4 separate regions of the Mus musculus genome follow, and all the other regions are linked to region 3. Evidence: chromatin contacts called from public Hi-C data. All regions are on one chromosome and are shown on one strand. Each heading gives the region's core, a stretch centred on a gene start, on an enhancer-like site or on the middle of the called end of the contact. The rest is flanking DNA. Distances are from core to core; before and after follow the strand shown.

Evidence for each region. A called contact is a pair of places that touch in the nucleus more often than the background predicts.
Region 1: a contact with region 3 is called in a Hi-C map of B cells, with 12 read pairs. The contact joins the promoter of Chd2 here to the enhancer-like site in region 3. A contact is called at or near these places in 3 of 39 promoter capture datasets (liver and pre-B cells), 1 of 484 Hi-C or Micro-C datasets (B cells), 4 of 115 datasets of contacts at active chromatin or transcription factors (effector CD8 T cells, large pre-B cells, memory CD8 T cells and 1 more) and 1 of 9 other capture datasets (liver).
Region 2: a contact with region 3 is called in a Hi-C map of B cells, with 8 read pairs. The contact joins the promoter of Chaserr here to the enhancer-like site in region 3. A contact is called at or near these places in 3 of 39 promoter capture datasets (liver and pre-B cells), 1 of 484 Hi-C or Micro-C datasets (B cells) and 4 of 115 datasets of contacts at active chromatin or transcription factors (hepatocytes, large pre-B cells, memory CD8 T cells and 1 more).
Region 4: a contact with region 3 is called in a Hi-C map of Th1 cells, with 5 times the contacts expected there. The contact joins the promoter of Rgma here to the enhancer-like site in region 3. A contact is called at or near these places in 4 of 39 promoter capture datasets (hippocampal neurons, liver and stem cell-derived epiblast-like cells), 3 of 484 Hi-C or Micro-C datasets (LSK cells, Th1 cells and liver), 2 of 115 datasets of contacts at active chromatin or transcription factors (embryonic forebrain and stem cell-derived neural progenitor cells) and 1 of 9 other capture datasets (embryonic stem cells).

Annotation. Positions count from the first base shown.
Region 1 is chr7:73,539,932-73,543,491 of GRCm38.p6, reverse strand. Chd2 (chromodomain helicase DNA binding protein 2) reads left to right here and starts at 1,746. Exons shown (of 39, transcript NM_001081345.2): 1 at 1,746-2,246; 2 at 2,588-2,720. The coding sequence starts at 2,659. It overlaps Chaserr (CHD2 adjacent suppressive regulatory RNA), which reads left to right. Exons shown (of 5, transcript NR_037569.1): 5 at 1-3,560.
Region 2 is chr7:73,556,807-73,559,930 of GRCm38.p6, reverse strand. Chaserr (CHD2 adjacent suppressive regulatory RNA) reads left to right here and starts at 1,536. Exons shown (of 5, transcript NR_037569.1): 1 at 1,536-1,892. RefSeq lists a cis regulatory region at 965-2,054.
Region 3 is chr7:72,279,143-72,282,281 of GRCm38.p6, reverse strand. The region is part of intron 1 of Mctp2 (multiple C2 domains, transmembrane 2); the gene reads left to right. Among named protein-coding and RNA genes, the nearest start is that of Mctp2, 26 kb to the left of the region's middle. Within about 2 kb of position 1,356, at least 23 of the 459 cell types and tissues checked have an H3K27ac peak or open chromatin away from gene starts, as enhancers often do. A contact at or near this core is called in B cells, Th1 cells and memory CD8 T cells, where this site is marked.
Region 4 is chr7:73,374,015-73,377,613 of GRCm38.p6, reverse strand. It overlaps Rgma (repulsive guidance molecule family member A), which reads right to left and starts at 2,094. Exons shown (of 4, transcript NM_177740.5): 1 at 1,726-2,094. The coding sequence starts at 1,739. It overlaps A730056A06Rik (RIKEN cDNA A730056A06 gene), which reads left to right and starts at 1,840. Exons shown (of 2, transcript NR_040325.1): 1 at 1,840-2,097.

The DNA of each region.
Region 1 (3,560 bases), core at 497-2,996, 1.3 Mb before region 3:
ATATATAATATAAAACAAAGTGCTGGTCTCATTTCCTGTATAGTCCAAGACAGTCTCAGTGTCTTTCAATTTTTGTTGATGAAAGTCGTCCTTTGCCATGTGAAATGCTCATCTGAATATTTGAGTTATACTAATTTGTATTGTATTGTCTTATATTAGAGGTGTATTTTTAAAGTCTTTGGGTATACATTAAAGGGCTTACCTAATATGACAGTGTAATTTATTTACATTTGAAAAAAATTCTTGTTTTTCTTGTTTTGTGCAGTTGGGAGTTTAAATGAATTATACCATGCTTTAGATTGGTTACCCATGGTTGAAATCAAATGCCAGATTTTCATTGATTGCTACTTTGGTAATAAATTTGATAAAGCAGTGATGGGGACTTTGTTGACCAAATGACGATTGGTGGTGTTTTTCTCAGTATATAGAACAAAGAATGAAATAGTCTGTTATTAATGTAAACTACCTTAGAATACACATCTGTGGTTAATACAGATGCAGTGTTTGTTCTTTGGATGATGTGAGGTGGTTGATATTTGTAAATTGAAAACTTGAGTTTTTGGATTTTGATGGAAATATGTTTGTAGACTTGAAACTGATTTTTTACATTTTCTTAGATTTAACATAATTACGTTTGGTAGTGAAACTAAAATGAATTCGTTTGCTGGAGTGTCATGGTTTTGACCAGTAGGGTTCAGTAAAGGAATGTTTTTAGTTTTTTCGGCATTTGTATGTGGTTGGTTACTTGTGTGCATGGGAGAGAATACTTTGTTGCATTTGTAATTTTGTTTCTATAGACCTCGTGCTTCCATCTGGAGGGGGTTTGTCTTTGACAGTTGATAATTGGCTGGTAGATGTGGCCTATTTAAGTGGCGGTGATTGATGAAATGTGAGTGTACTTAGAATTCGATTTCAAACATGAGTGAAAGGGTTCTTTTGATTTTGGAGTTGAGGTTGAGTGTTTGATTTAAAGGTGACCAAGGTTGGTGTAATTTCTTGAATTCGAAGTTATTAATTATGCCCAAATATATGTAAGAAGTAAATATGTTTGATGTGTGGCACTTCCAAGATTAATGGTTTACAAAGAAGTTTGTTTCTTCTGGGGGGGAAAATGGTTGTATTAACTTTTGCTCTACTGCAGTTGAACACTAGGGAGGCGCTCTTGAGTTGTAAAAAATTACCCCTTCCTTCCAGTTGAGGTGGAAAATTCCCCCTTAATCTTTAGATGTTTTTAGGCACCATAAAGAAGGCAAGAGTTGATTTAATTTATGGTGTTGAAATGTTGCTTCTATTTACAAGCCATTTTACCCATGGTGGGGTGTTAATTATTTTAAAGATTAGTTCTTAAACTGAGCTTTAGAGTCTCTTGAAATTATCTTTATTTCAAAATGGCTTGATAAAACTCCACTTCCTGTCCAGGGAGGAAGTTATTTTAGCTCAAGGACTGAAATATTTAGCAGATCTTTAGACAAAAGGAACAAATTACATTTCTCTCTGGCTTAAAAAGGGTGCTTGAGCCAGAGGGGGTTAAGAAGCCCTTCCCCCTCCCTCTGATGGAGTGGTCTGGAGGGGCAGGGAGGTGTGGAGTTGGGGGTCTTCTGGCTCTCTTGGATGGAGAATCTGGTTCTTTTTCTTTCTTTCTTTCTTTTTTTTTTTTTTTTGGTGGAGATGAAGGGGTGGGTCTATGGTACATCACCTGAGTTGTGGGGTAAATGTAGAGAGTGTCAATCAAAGGCAGAGCTCTCAGAGCTGGGAAGGAGGCTCTAGATGGCGGCTGTGCCTTAGAGAGAGCGCGCTTTGCTCCCTGCTTCGGTTCACTTTACGCAACTTTCCCTAACTTTCGGGCAGCCTCAGGGGGCCCCCGCAGCCCCCTGCCTCTTCTAGTGACTTACTGGGGTCGATCCGAACCTTTTTTTGGGAGAAAAGCTGCTTTTAGGAGCTTTCTTTTCGTGCCTTGTTGGAAGAAGCTGCCGTATTGAGAGCCCAGGTCGTTGTTTTTTCCAGCTTAGAAGCCATGGCGCACCTCCATTTTTGTGCGCTCTCCTAATGAGGTTTTTTTTTCCCCTTCCGGACCTGTTTTAGTATTAATTATTGCTTTATTTTTTGACAAGTCAACATATTTGAGGATTATTTCATTTACTTTTTGTTTTTTAACGGAGAATTTTGCGTTTTTAAAAATTATTTTGGATCGGATATTTTTCTACTACTAGATAGGACTCTTGCTTTGGACCTACTACATGGATCAGGTAAGTCCATGATAATCAGTGATAATTTTAAAAAAATTAATGTTGAACTTGGCTTTATTTACTGTAAATATGAGAAATTCCTGGATGACGCAATAAGATAGAGAGATTGTTATTTGTATCCAGTGTGTTACTTTTGAGAAACTTTCCTTATTGATAGTGATGCTTCTGTCGTTCAGTTTATCCCCCTCTCATTTTAAAACGGAAAAATAGAAATATTTTGTTTTTCTGGTGTTTATCGTTGTTGCATTACATGAATATCGCTAACATCGTCAGGACTTTGTTCCTGATAATAAAACCATCCGCAGAAGCTGGGACCTCACCTTTCTTTCAACTTTTGACAGTAAATACCTGGGCACAGGACTTCAAAGCAAACACAGATTCCCCCTCCCCCTTAATATTTAAGAATTAAAAGATGATGAGAAATAAGGACAAAAGCCAAGAGGAGGACAGTTCGCTACACAGCAATGCATCGAGGTATGAGCTATCAACTTTCTTTCTTTCTTTCTTTTTTTTTTTTTTTCGGGAAACCTCAGCTTACACTTGTTTACTTTGACAGACATGGATTGCTGTCTGTATTTCAAGAATTTTCTAACTTGGGTTGGTTTTTAAAGCGTGACCTTGAGATTGCTAACATGCCACACCCTGATTTTTTGGTATCAATTTATGAAAGTTGAGTTGTGACTTAAGGCCTCTTACAGCATTCAGAAGGTAATGTACTTTTCTCCGGAGGGGCCTTTCCTAGAAACTGTAGTTTTTCTGTCAGTAAATTTTCAGGTTTTAGGTTTTCATGCTGCAGAAAAATGACCTTGTCTGTTTAGCCATTGCTGCATTGCACCATTTTACATACAAGGCAAATTTTTTTCTTTGAAGAATCTGGGATATTCAAACTTGTAACCGAGGGCCATAGAGCAGCCTGGTAGTAGTAAATTATAGTAAATAGACATTTGAGAAAGTTATATGAATGAAAAAATGTACATTTAAAAACACAATCACAAATAGGACCCCTTGACTGATGCCTTTCAGTTTATATTTTTGATTGTTTCTTTTGATACACGTGACAATTAAAATTTTTTTTATGACTTATCAAAACCTTAATAAATAGTTCCTGAGATCATTAAATCTGTAACCACAAAAATTTTGGAATGCTATTAATACTTAAGCTTTGTGTTTGTTACTATGGCAATGTAATTGTATTTTTTATGCTTAAAATATTACAAGGTTTATGTTTGTGTATATTAAGACAGTTCTTTCTGGTTGATAATAATTGTATTTTATTTTATCCTTATGTTTTAGTTGGTGCTGCTTTAAATGTAT
Region 2 (3,124 bases), core at 287-2,786, 1.3 Mb before region 3:
AGAGAAGCAGTACATGAGATCTTAATCACTGAACCGTCTCTCCAGCCTCAGTGTAATTTTTTTTTTTTAAGCAAGGGTTTGAAGGGTCAACCTGAGGTTCACCTGTAAAAGGTGCTATGCTGACAAGCCTGATGTAGGAGAGAAGCGACTCCTATACTGTGTCCTTTCACCTCCTGTGTACATTAAGTGCTGTGACACTTAATGTGGACAGACAGACAGACACATACACACGCTCAAATTAACGTTAAAAAACATCAGGACAGCCAACACTATGTTAAAGAGACCTGATTCCACACCCCTCCAAAAGGGAACTAGAACGACTTTTGTGGTCCATGATCAAGTAATGTGATTTTTAACCCAGGAGCAAACTAAGTTTCAAGAGAATTTTAGAACTGTTCCTCTCATCTCAACAAGCAAGCCCCTTCTTAAAAGTGTTTTTCCCTCATGGAAACTAATAGCATATTTTCTTTTCCCCTAGCCCCTTGCCAAAAGAAACATTTCCACATTCCGCTTCTGTGCGAGAACAACTTCCTTAGATACTTGAGGACAGACGGTTCAGAGATTCATTTGTATTCTGCCTAAACTTGTTTCCAGGCAGAAGTGGGAAGAAGAAATGTAAAAGAGTGGAGTTTTTGAGAGGAAATGAAGCTTGTACTGTGTAATTCTCTGGGGGAAAGCTGGATAGACATGTTTAAACTACCACTTCAACAACGCTGCCCTAAAATGTGGGATCCAGCTAATCAGAATTAAGAGGCTGGTTTGTTAGGCCCTCAGGACTACTGGGCATGCTACTAGATTACCTCAAATAAGTGGTATATCAAGTCAGATATTAGGTTAGCGAATGTGCTGGTCATAACCTGCCTGTGGTCTGGTTCCTTAGGGGCAAAAAATCCTGAGGCTATGGCGCTTGCCCAAGAAGGAAGGTTCTGCAGTTTTTGCTTATCTTGTCAATCATGTCGTTTTCGCTCTATCACTTCCTCTTCCTTTGTGGACGAAAAAAATCTCAAGTCAGAAACAGGAAAGGTTAGCTTTTAATGGCTCGTCCGTACACAAACTACCTTCGAGGGTCCGCACTGCGGAGCAGAAAGTTACGTCTCTCCCCGCAAACCCAGAGTTTCACTATCTGCCAATCGCAGGTCAGGACTTCTCTCCTGAAACGCCCACGGGCTATGATTGGCATTAAATAAGCCCTATTGGTGCTGAGAACATGGAAGCGGTGGGTTCAGAACTGACCAATAGTATGCAGTTGGGGCGGGAGGAAGGTACGAACGAAGTGCGTGATGCCGCTCCGGGAAGCGAGGGCAGGAAGCTAGCCCAGCCAATGGCCGCCGCGGGCGGGTGTCGGCGCGCGTGCGCACTGGGGGTCCCGGAGCTGCAGGCGGGAGGTTGGGGGAGGGGAGCGAGCTGGAGCGCCGCGGAGCTCTAGCCGCCGCCGCAGCTCCCGCCGCAGCGAAGAGGCCATGTTGTGTGGTGTGTGGGGCGGGGGGAGGAGGAGGAGGGAGGAAAGCCGAGCGAGGAGACGGGAGAGACACCACACACGGCACAAGATGGCCGGAGAGGCAGCAGCAAGCCCAGCTGTCAGGCGGTCTGCCGCGGCCCGTGGGCTCGCCGCTGCGCTGGGAGCGCTACCCCGGCGTCCTGGAGGGCTCTGGGAGAGCGGGGAGGCCGCGGCTGGGGCGAGGCGGCCGCGCGCGATGTGGGAGCTCGCGGCCGGAGCGCCCGGGGAGGCCGGGCCCACGACGCCCGTGGCTCCGCTGCGGCAGCGGCGGTGCTGGTGTCGCGCGCGGCCGGGAGGCGGCTTCGCGCCGCGGGCGGGAGGCTGCGGCGGGCGACCCGTCCTGGACACGCGAGGAAGAGCGAGCCGATGGCGGCAGGGGCCGCGCTTCGACCCGGTGAGTAGCTCCCCTGCTCCCTTTATTGTCCTTTGTCCTTGGGAGGAAAAGCACGACGTCCTTGAGCGCGGGCGGGAGGGGCGGCGGGTGGCTGCCGGCTGGCTCTGCACACGCAGCCCCGGGCACTGCCGCGGAGGGCCGATGCCACGGGAGCACGGGGTCGGGCCACCGCGTTCCCGCTGCATACCCAGCCGGGCGCCGCGCTGCGGTCCGAGCCAGCGGGGAGAGGGCGGCGGCCGCGCCGTGGAACCCCTGCTTGCTCTGGTGAGTTACTTCGATACTTAGCGAGAAATAACAACAATCCTCCGTTGATGGGCTTTTAAAAATCTTTTCCAGTGAGGTGGGAACCCATCTTTGGGGTCGGATCTAAAAGAACAATGGAACCTCTCACTTCGCTTAAACCAAAATAAAACTTGTCTTTTTCCCCCCTTCTCCCTGTTGGGTGTTGGCTTTTAACTCTTTCTAAGCTGCTTTTGAGAACGGCTGTTAGTGTTCTAGATGCAAAGGTACCTTTCAGCTTGTTAAACGTCCGTGACGTTTGTTGTCTTTTAGAAAAGGCAAGTTACAGGAGTGCATCTAGTATTTCAAAAATGACGACGGCAACAAGGCAGTTTAAAGGAAGTAGATTTGATAATTATGGTGCAAGATGATGGCGTTTGATGAATACAGCTTATTTTTACCGAGAACTTTCGTTAAGACCATTTGACATCCTGATACTTGAACATAACCGTACTGTTTGATACTTTTTTAAATGAGTAGGTAAAGCCGTTATCAGCAACTTCTCACTTGAATGTTAAATCTAACTTGAGGCGGTTCCGACCCTTTACAAGTTAAAATTCATCTTGTTTAAAAGAGAGTGTATACTATTAGAAACCTTGGCCGTAAAAGTTAAGAAATATTCTAAAAGCAGAGCTCTTTAAGTTACTTAGTGTAAATCCTGAAGTAAGACTGCCATTGATGGGCGATGAAGAGGGGCCATATTTGTTGCATTTGTTGCACGTATAAAAGTCGAGGTGTGCTTAGAAACGGAACAGTATGGAAACAACAGTTTTAAAAAATTTGTTTCTGCATACTCATTTAAAAATTATTTGAGGTAATTTAGGATCAGTCGTTGGAAGACTAGGAGTGTTCAGACCTTTGTGTATTTTTGAATATATTTGTCTTCATTCTGCGGAGCTCTTGTGCTGTAAAGGTGAATAACTGCGTAAAGACAGTGTTGGGGAGACTTACGT
Region 3 (3,139 bases), core at 107-2,606:
TTTCTCTCTTTCTCTCTCTCTCTCTCTCTCTTTCTCTCTTTCTCTCTTTCTCTCTTTCTCTCTTTCTCTCTTTCTCTCTTTCTCTCTTTCTCTCTTTCTCTCTTTCTCTCTTTCTCTCTTTCTCTTTCTCTCTTTCTCTCTTTCTCTCTTTCTCTCTTTCTCTCTCTCTCTCTCTCTCTCTCTCTCTCTTTCTTTCTTTCTTTCTTTCTTTCTTTTTTTGTTATTGTTGTTCTGTATTTGTGAAAACATCACTGTTTAAGAATATTTGTTTTCATTTCCTCATATGGACCTTTCATTACCTTCAAAGGTTAGGGCCATCCTAATATTTGTATATAGTGTCATAGCTAAAGTAAGTTAACCAGATGTTTTTTTGTCCACACCTGATGGAGAATGTGTTTGCTTAATCACATGGGCCTGAATGATGATGGTGTCCTGTTTCAGCAGAGTCACCCTTCTATTTATTTATTTTGTCCCTTCCACTCACCTATTACCCGAGGCAAAAGAAAGGCATCTGCATCTTCTTTTGAAAATACAAATTACACAAATGGGATGGAGGAAGCCAAAGGAAGCAACATACAATGCAGTTTGCAAATATCACAGTGCAATCGAGACCAACGAGCTCACTTATTGAAATTAATGTCCCCAAGAGAAACACCCTTTTGTAGAGGTGCCAGCAGTCCTGACTGAACCCCTTATTTAAATAACACCTGCATGTTTTTAAAGTTGATCATTTTCTCTGTTTAAGCTCATCCTGGCTGGCTGGAAAAGTGATCTCTGCCTGATTTTATTTTCTGAAAGGAGAGACACTGTTCCTAAAATAGTCTTTGCCTAAAGGGGAAACCAAATTCTTTTTGTGGCATTGCTGCTGCTGCTGTTTTTAAAAGTTTGTTTTACAGCAGACTGAAGGGTTTAGCTATTCATCTTTTCTAAAACATTAAATTTTCTTGATCATGGAACCTTAGAAGCAGACTCGGGAGTTTTCATATTAACTTATGACTATGTTTATGTTTTACAGCATGATGATGCATTATTAAACATATACAGAAAGGAAATTAAGGGGGGGAAGCCCATAAAGTAGTTCTGAGTGGAAGTCTCAGTATTTTCTTTTCCTATCATGGAACTGTACTATAGGCATCCTTGGTCCATTCTGGGGTACCCCTTATGCCTCCTGGGCCAGGACAGGTTTGCAGGTCTATTGAAAGTTGCCCACACCCCACAAATGAATGGTAGCTGGAGAAGAGGTTGCTAGGATCCTGAAGAAAACTCATTGAAATTTGACTCCTCCCACTTCAGAGAGAACACAGGGTGTGGCCTGGTGCCTGGTGCCAGGTGGTGGTCAGAAAACGGAAGTGGGCCTTCTGCATCTGTTTCTGCTGCTGGTTTGTGACTGCAGATGTTTCTCCTGGTTTATAAACCACTTACTCTCCTGCCCCCGAAACTAAAAAAATACTTCTGAAAATGGAAAGTACTTTTGTTTCTTACTGGCTTTCAGGCTGCTACCTGATCTCCACAGGTGCCATTTCTGAGCTATCTATAGACTATACGTGGTTTGAATTTTATATGGTTGCAAGGCATGCTTCCTTTGTTAAACCTTAAATTCTGCTTTCTGCAAACCTGGCAGAAGATTTTTCATAGTAGGGACATTGGATCTGTGCATTATTCTGTTGGAAATGTGACAAGATTCTGTTGAGAATCTCATACTCTATGAACTCTTAAAAAAAAAGGTTTCTGCTGTTTTGAGACAAAATTACTTATAAAGGTTTATGATGTAGTTAAGGCCCTGAATGTCCCCCAAAGACATGTGTGTTGAGGGTTTGGTCTCCACTCCGTGGTCTTTTGGGAGGTGTTTTATGTTAGCTGGTGAGGCATAGTGGCAGGGGAGGAGAGTTGGGTCATAGTCCTTTTGAAGAGGCTATTCAGGCTCTGGTGCCTTCTTCTTAGCTCCCTGTCTTTGATTCTAGGTTAGATTCATGTGAATGGGATTCATTTTTCTTATAGTCTCACAATAACACCCCTATATTCCCGTAGACCCAGAGTAGCAGGGACAAATGACCATAGGCTTCTGAAATCATGTGCCCAAATAAACCTTAAGTTATACACCTCAGGTGTTTCGTTACAGGAAGAATAACTAATGTAGCTTGCTTAGGTCACTATAGCCACAAAACACGAATCACTTGCACCCTGATTATGATGGGCACACGTAGTAGATAGTTCTAGTCTAAGCTCCCCCATGCCGTTCTCTCTGTAGTGAAATGGTTGTCTCTAAATTCTGATAGCTATTAGTGAAGACTGTGCTGACCTCTGGCTTCCCAGTTCTCCTTTTTCCTAGAACCTCATCCTTCAAGTGTGATTGCTTACCACAGCGTCGCATGCTTTATCTCAGGAGCATGTTAATGACCCTGTTTCAGTGTTCTCCTTCTGAAGTGCCACCATCCTTTACCCGAACCATTGGAATATTCTTGGCTATTTTAATTACTAAAATGTCTGTAGCTCTCTTGAGATAATGAAATGCAAGTTCCTTGGTAAAGGTTTTTCCAGGGCTTGCTTTTTTTTTTTTTTTTTTTTTTTTTTTTCCCCAGCATGGTGGCTCAGCAGTAGAGGACTCTACAATCTCTGTCCTTTTTTCCTTCAGGCTTCCTTCAGGCCACCTACTGTCCCTCGGCCCAGCATTCCAGCTATTTAGGTGTGATCATAAGGTGCAGCTGGCATTGATGCTGCTGTGACCTCCAGACTGAGAAGTTGGAGCCAGCTTTCTCTCTTCTTTTATCTCCAGCCACACATAGTGGTTAAGAATACAGATATCAGCCATGCACAAACAAATTAGAGTCTCAAGTGCTACCAGCTAGTCTTTCCAATGCTGTACCAAGTCTTCTCTACTTTTGCATTGCTCACTAGTAGAGGACTAAGTGAATCTTATTCTACCTACTAAATGGGACCTATTTTCTATCTCTCTCTCTCTCTCTCTCTCTCTCTCTGTCTGTCTGTCTATCTATCTATCTATCTATCTATCTATCTAATCATAAATATGAATTCCAGACTACATTTCACTCCTCAAATGTCCTGCTGAATGTATCTTCAACATCTTGTCTCTTTGTAGAATTTGCTAAGTCTAGGCAGTGTTGCTAATATATACATGGCT
Region 4 (3,599 bases), core at 845-3,344, 1.1 Mb before region 3:
CGGAGAAAGCGCTTTATCACAGGCAGAAAGCCAGGATGCCCTCCAAGGAGCCGGAGCGCCCTTCACACAGAGAACTCATTCCCTGCTAGTATCCGCAGGCCTGGAAGGTGGCAGCAAATCCAGCCATTAAAGAACGTGCAGCCTGCCCGCCGGGATGCGTGGGTGCCCCACCCAGAGCCTTTGTCCAACTGCTGCCATCCTGCCTGTCAGTCATTCCGGGAAGTAGGCCTGCCTGAACAGCAGAAATTCTTCCCCTTGTGTGTGTGAAAAAAACAAAAAACAAAAAACAAAACAAAACCAACCAAACAAACAAACAAAAAAACCAAGAGGCCATTTGGGGGTACACTGTTCCCTTTCAGTGGAGATGGCATGACGCTCTTTCCCGTTCTTCAGTTACCCTAAGAGCACACTTTAGCATCTAATCTCTTTTCTAAGAGTCAGGGCTTAACATTAACTTCACAAATCACTATATAGGTACAGATGAACTAGAGAGTAGTAAAGTGACCGTGACAGGCTTGCCAGATCCCTGGACCAGATGCCTAGGGACAAAGGCAGGTGACCGTTTACTTTATTTTTGCTAGAAGAACCCAAAACTACACAGAAGGGAATGGCAGTCCTGGAGGTGATATCCTGCCACTAATACAATTCGTCATTCGGTCCTGAGAGCTAAGCTCCGGGCAGCGGGTGCTCAAGCCCCGCTTACAGGATGGCCTGAGCACTAGAGAAACAGTCTTTCTGGACACGTTGGCTAGTTCCCATCTCTCCATCTCCTCATATAGGGGAACTTTGAGAACGCCCAACTTCATGGCTTGTGAGGAAGGTACAGATCACCATTTCCGCTAGATGGCGATATTTCCCCTAATCCATCCGCTTCAAGACACCCAATTTATAAAATAAATACAATCCAACGCCTTCCGAAACCACACCACATAATAACAGCACACAGGCTCCCATTAAAGTTCCAGTCTCAGGAAACTGACTCCCTCGTCGAGAAAATCTAATGCAACTACTCTAGTAAGATGCAATCAAGAGTTGCATCCAAGTGTCATTCATATTTGCACCGGTCCCCCAATACACCTGTCCCTCTACCCCTAGTTAACACTCAGGGATGAGCCATGGCTCAAGTCAGGCGCTGAGTCCTCGTGGTGCCTTGCCTTCCTCTTAGGAACGTCGGACCTTTTGGGACCCTTGCCCCTTAGCCACCACCCCAAGTCTAGCACACCGGACGCTCCTAAGCAAGGGTCACTCACACTGTACAATGTACAATGCCGACGGCCCCGGGGCAGGTGCGTTCATTTCCAGCTTCTGCAACCCGGGCCTGGGTTAAGTGAGAGAATCCGGTTTCACCGTGGGTCAGCGGGGTGATCAGATCTGTCAAGAGCTCTGTGGGTCAGGGGGGCTCTCGCCTCCGGAAGAGGTGGCCGCGCAGGAGAGAGAGCTCCAGGCGGTACACAGTGGGTGGGACAGGCGCCGGGTCTGCCCAGCCACGCGCAGCGCCTACTGCCCTCATGGCAGCATCTTAGGGGGCTGGGGGAAAAGAAAAAACACCAAACCACAAAACTTTCCTGCTGCCAAGTGCGAAGGCGAGTCATCCGAGGCAAAACCCTAAGTGTGTGAGATGAGACACCGGGTTGGGGGAGCCACTAATCAGTGAGGCGGCGGAGCGCAAGTGTCCGCAGCGCCTTGGGGACCTCAGGACCCCGTGCCCCCGCTGTCCGCGCTTACCTTGGCGGCTGCATGAGCCCCTCCAGCCCGCGGGGGGTTGGCGCTGGCGGGGCTGCGCGCGAAGACTAGGTGTAGGGCGGTCGCTCGTGGGCCCCTGGGTGAGGTGGGAGGGGCCCGGCTGGCGCTGGTCCCCGCAGCTCAGCGGACTCAGTAGCGACCCGGGGCGCTCCGCCTGCTCCCCGGCTGCATGCCTGCGAGCGCCTGGAGGAGCGAGCCTCAGGAGCGGCCGGCTGGCCAGTGCTTCCCGGGCGCAGGGCTCGGGCGGCGTAGCTTGCAGTTCCGAGACGCCTGCAGAGTAGGGCGGCCCGGGCTAACCTGCTGCCTCGCCCGGCCTGTCGCCGCCACCGCCACCGCTGAGCGCGGCGTCGCGAGGTTCGTTTGCGCGCGGCAGGGAGGGGGCGGGCCGGGCACCCCGGGAGCGGGCGGGGGGGCGAGCGCGGGCGGAGCGGAGCAGAGGGAGGGGGAGGGGTGGGGTCTGGGCTCCAAAGGCCCCGCCCCGCCGCGGTCCCACCCTTGCTGATCCGCGCTAGTGGGTGTGTGAGGACGTAGGGGGTGAGCCTGCAGAAAGCGCACACTCTCCCTGCGGGCTCGCGATCCCAGGGTTCGAGCAGCAAGTGCAGCGACCCTCCCTTCCGCTAACGCATCCAACTTTCTTAACCCTGAGCCAGGTGGCTTGGAGTCCACGTTTTCAACCTGGGAGCCTACGGTGGTTAGAGGTTTCCAATCGTGGATAAATATTGACATCTGCCGAAAGTCACCTTTGTTCTATAGGGATTTTACTCCTATTTAGAATCTTATTGGAAAAAATAAATAATATGTATATTGCATGCACAGTGCGCGAATACACGCAGTCTGGAGTAAACAGACTGTCTTGTACTCCCCCACCCCTCCCTCTGCAGTCCAGCTCAGAGGTAACCTCCGGTCACAGCGTCTTCCTCCCCCGCCCCGCACCCTTCTCGCATAGATTGCCAGAGGAAACTCCGGGCTTCTCAAAAGGATTCTTCATGCAGCTCACGCACACAGTGGAGAGCACAGCCAGCCGCCAGCAGCTCATCTCCAGGGTCTCACCCCAACACCACGTATAGGTCTGAAACCCTAGCTGGGGTGTGAAGTCAGCCGGGACACACAGCTCACACTCAAATTATCACTGAACAGTTAGCGCTGCCAGGATATTTTATACAGGGGTTACGACCCGATCTTCTCTTAATCTGAACCAAGCGCTGGAATTTTGATAGGATGAGAACTCTGTATTTAATGAAAAGGTATCGTCCGTATTAAGACCCTCGTCGTTATTTATGCTGTGGTCTTAAGGGATGTGGTTTTGAACTCAATGTTCTGCGTTTATTGGCCAAATGAATTAGACTAGTCTATAACTGAGCTATAAATAAACTCCATGTGCTTTTAGCAGGAAGGGATTGGGCCTTGCAGTTGGCCCCGTTTCTAAAATTAGCCTCGACCTTGGACAAATCTTTTAGGTCTGCTGAGCCTCAGTTTCCTTGTCTATAAATAAGGGAGTTGTACAAGAAAGTGTGTGTGTGTGTTTACATTTCCTTTTTGTACTCTATCATCCTCTGCTTGGGGACACTCCTCCAACCCTGTCCCCAATTCTCAAATCCCAGGTGTTGTTTTCCCTAGCTCTGACATCAATCTGTAATTATACCTTTATTTGTGGCCTTCTCATCATACTCAAGAGATCAGGAACCACCTTGGGGTCATCATGCCATCCTCAGCACCCAGGAGAGCCTGGTGTATAGCAGAGGCACAATAATTGTTATCACTTGGGTCATTTTCTTCCTCCTCCCCCTTGGGTTTTGGTTGTTTTGTTTTGTTTTGTTTTAACACTTTGCAGTCTTAGTCGTTTATTTCCTTTTTGT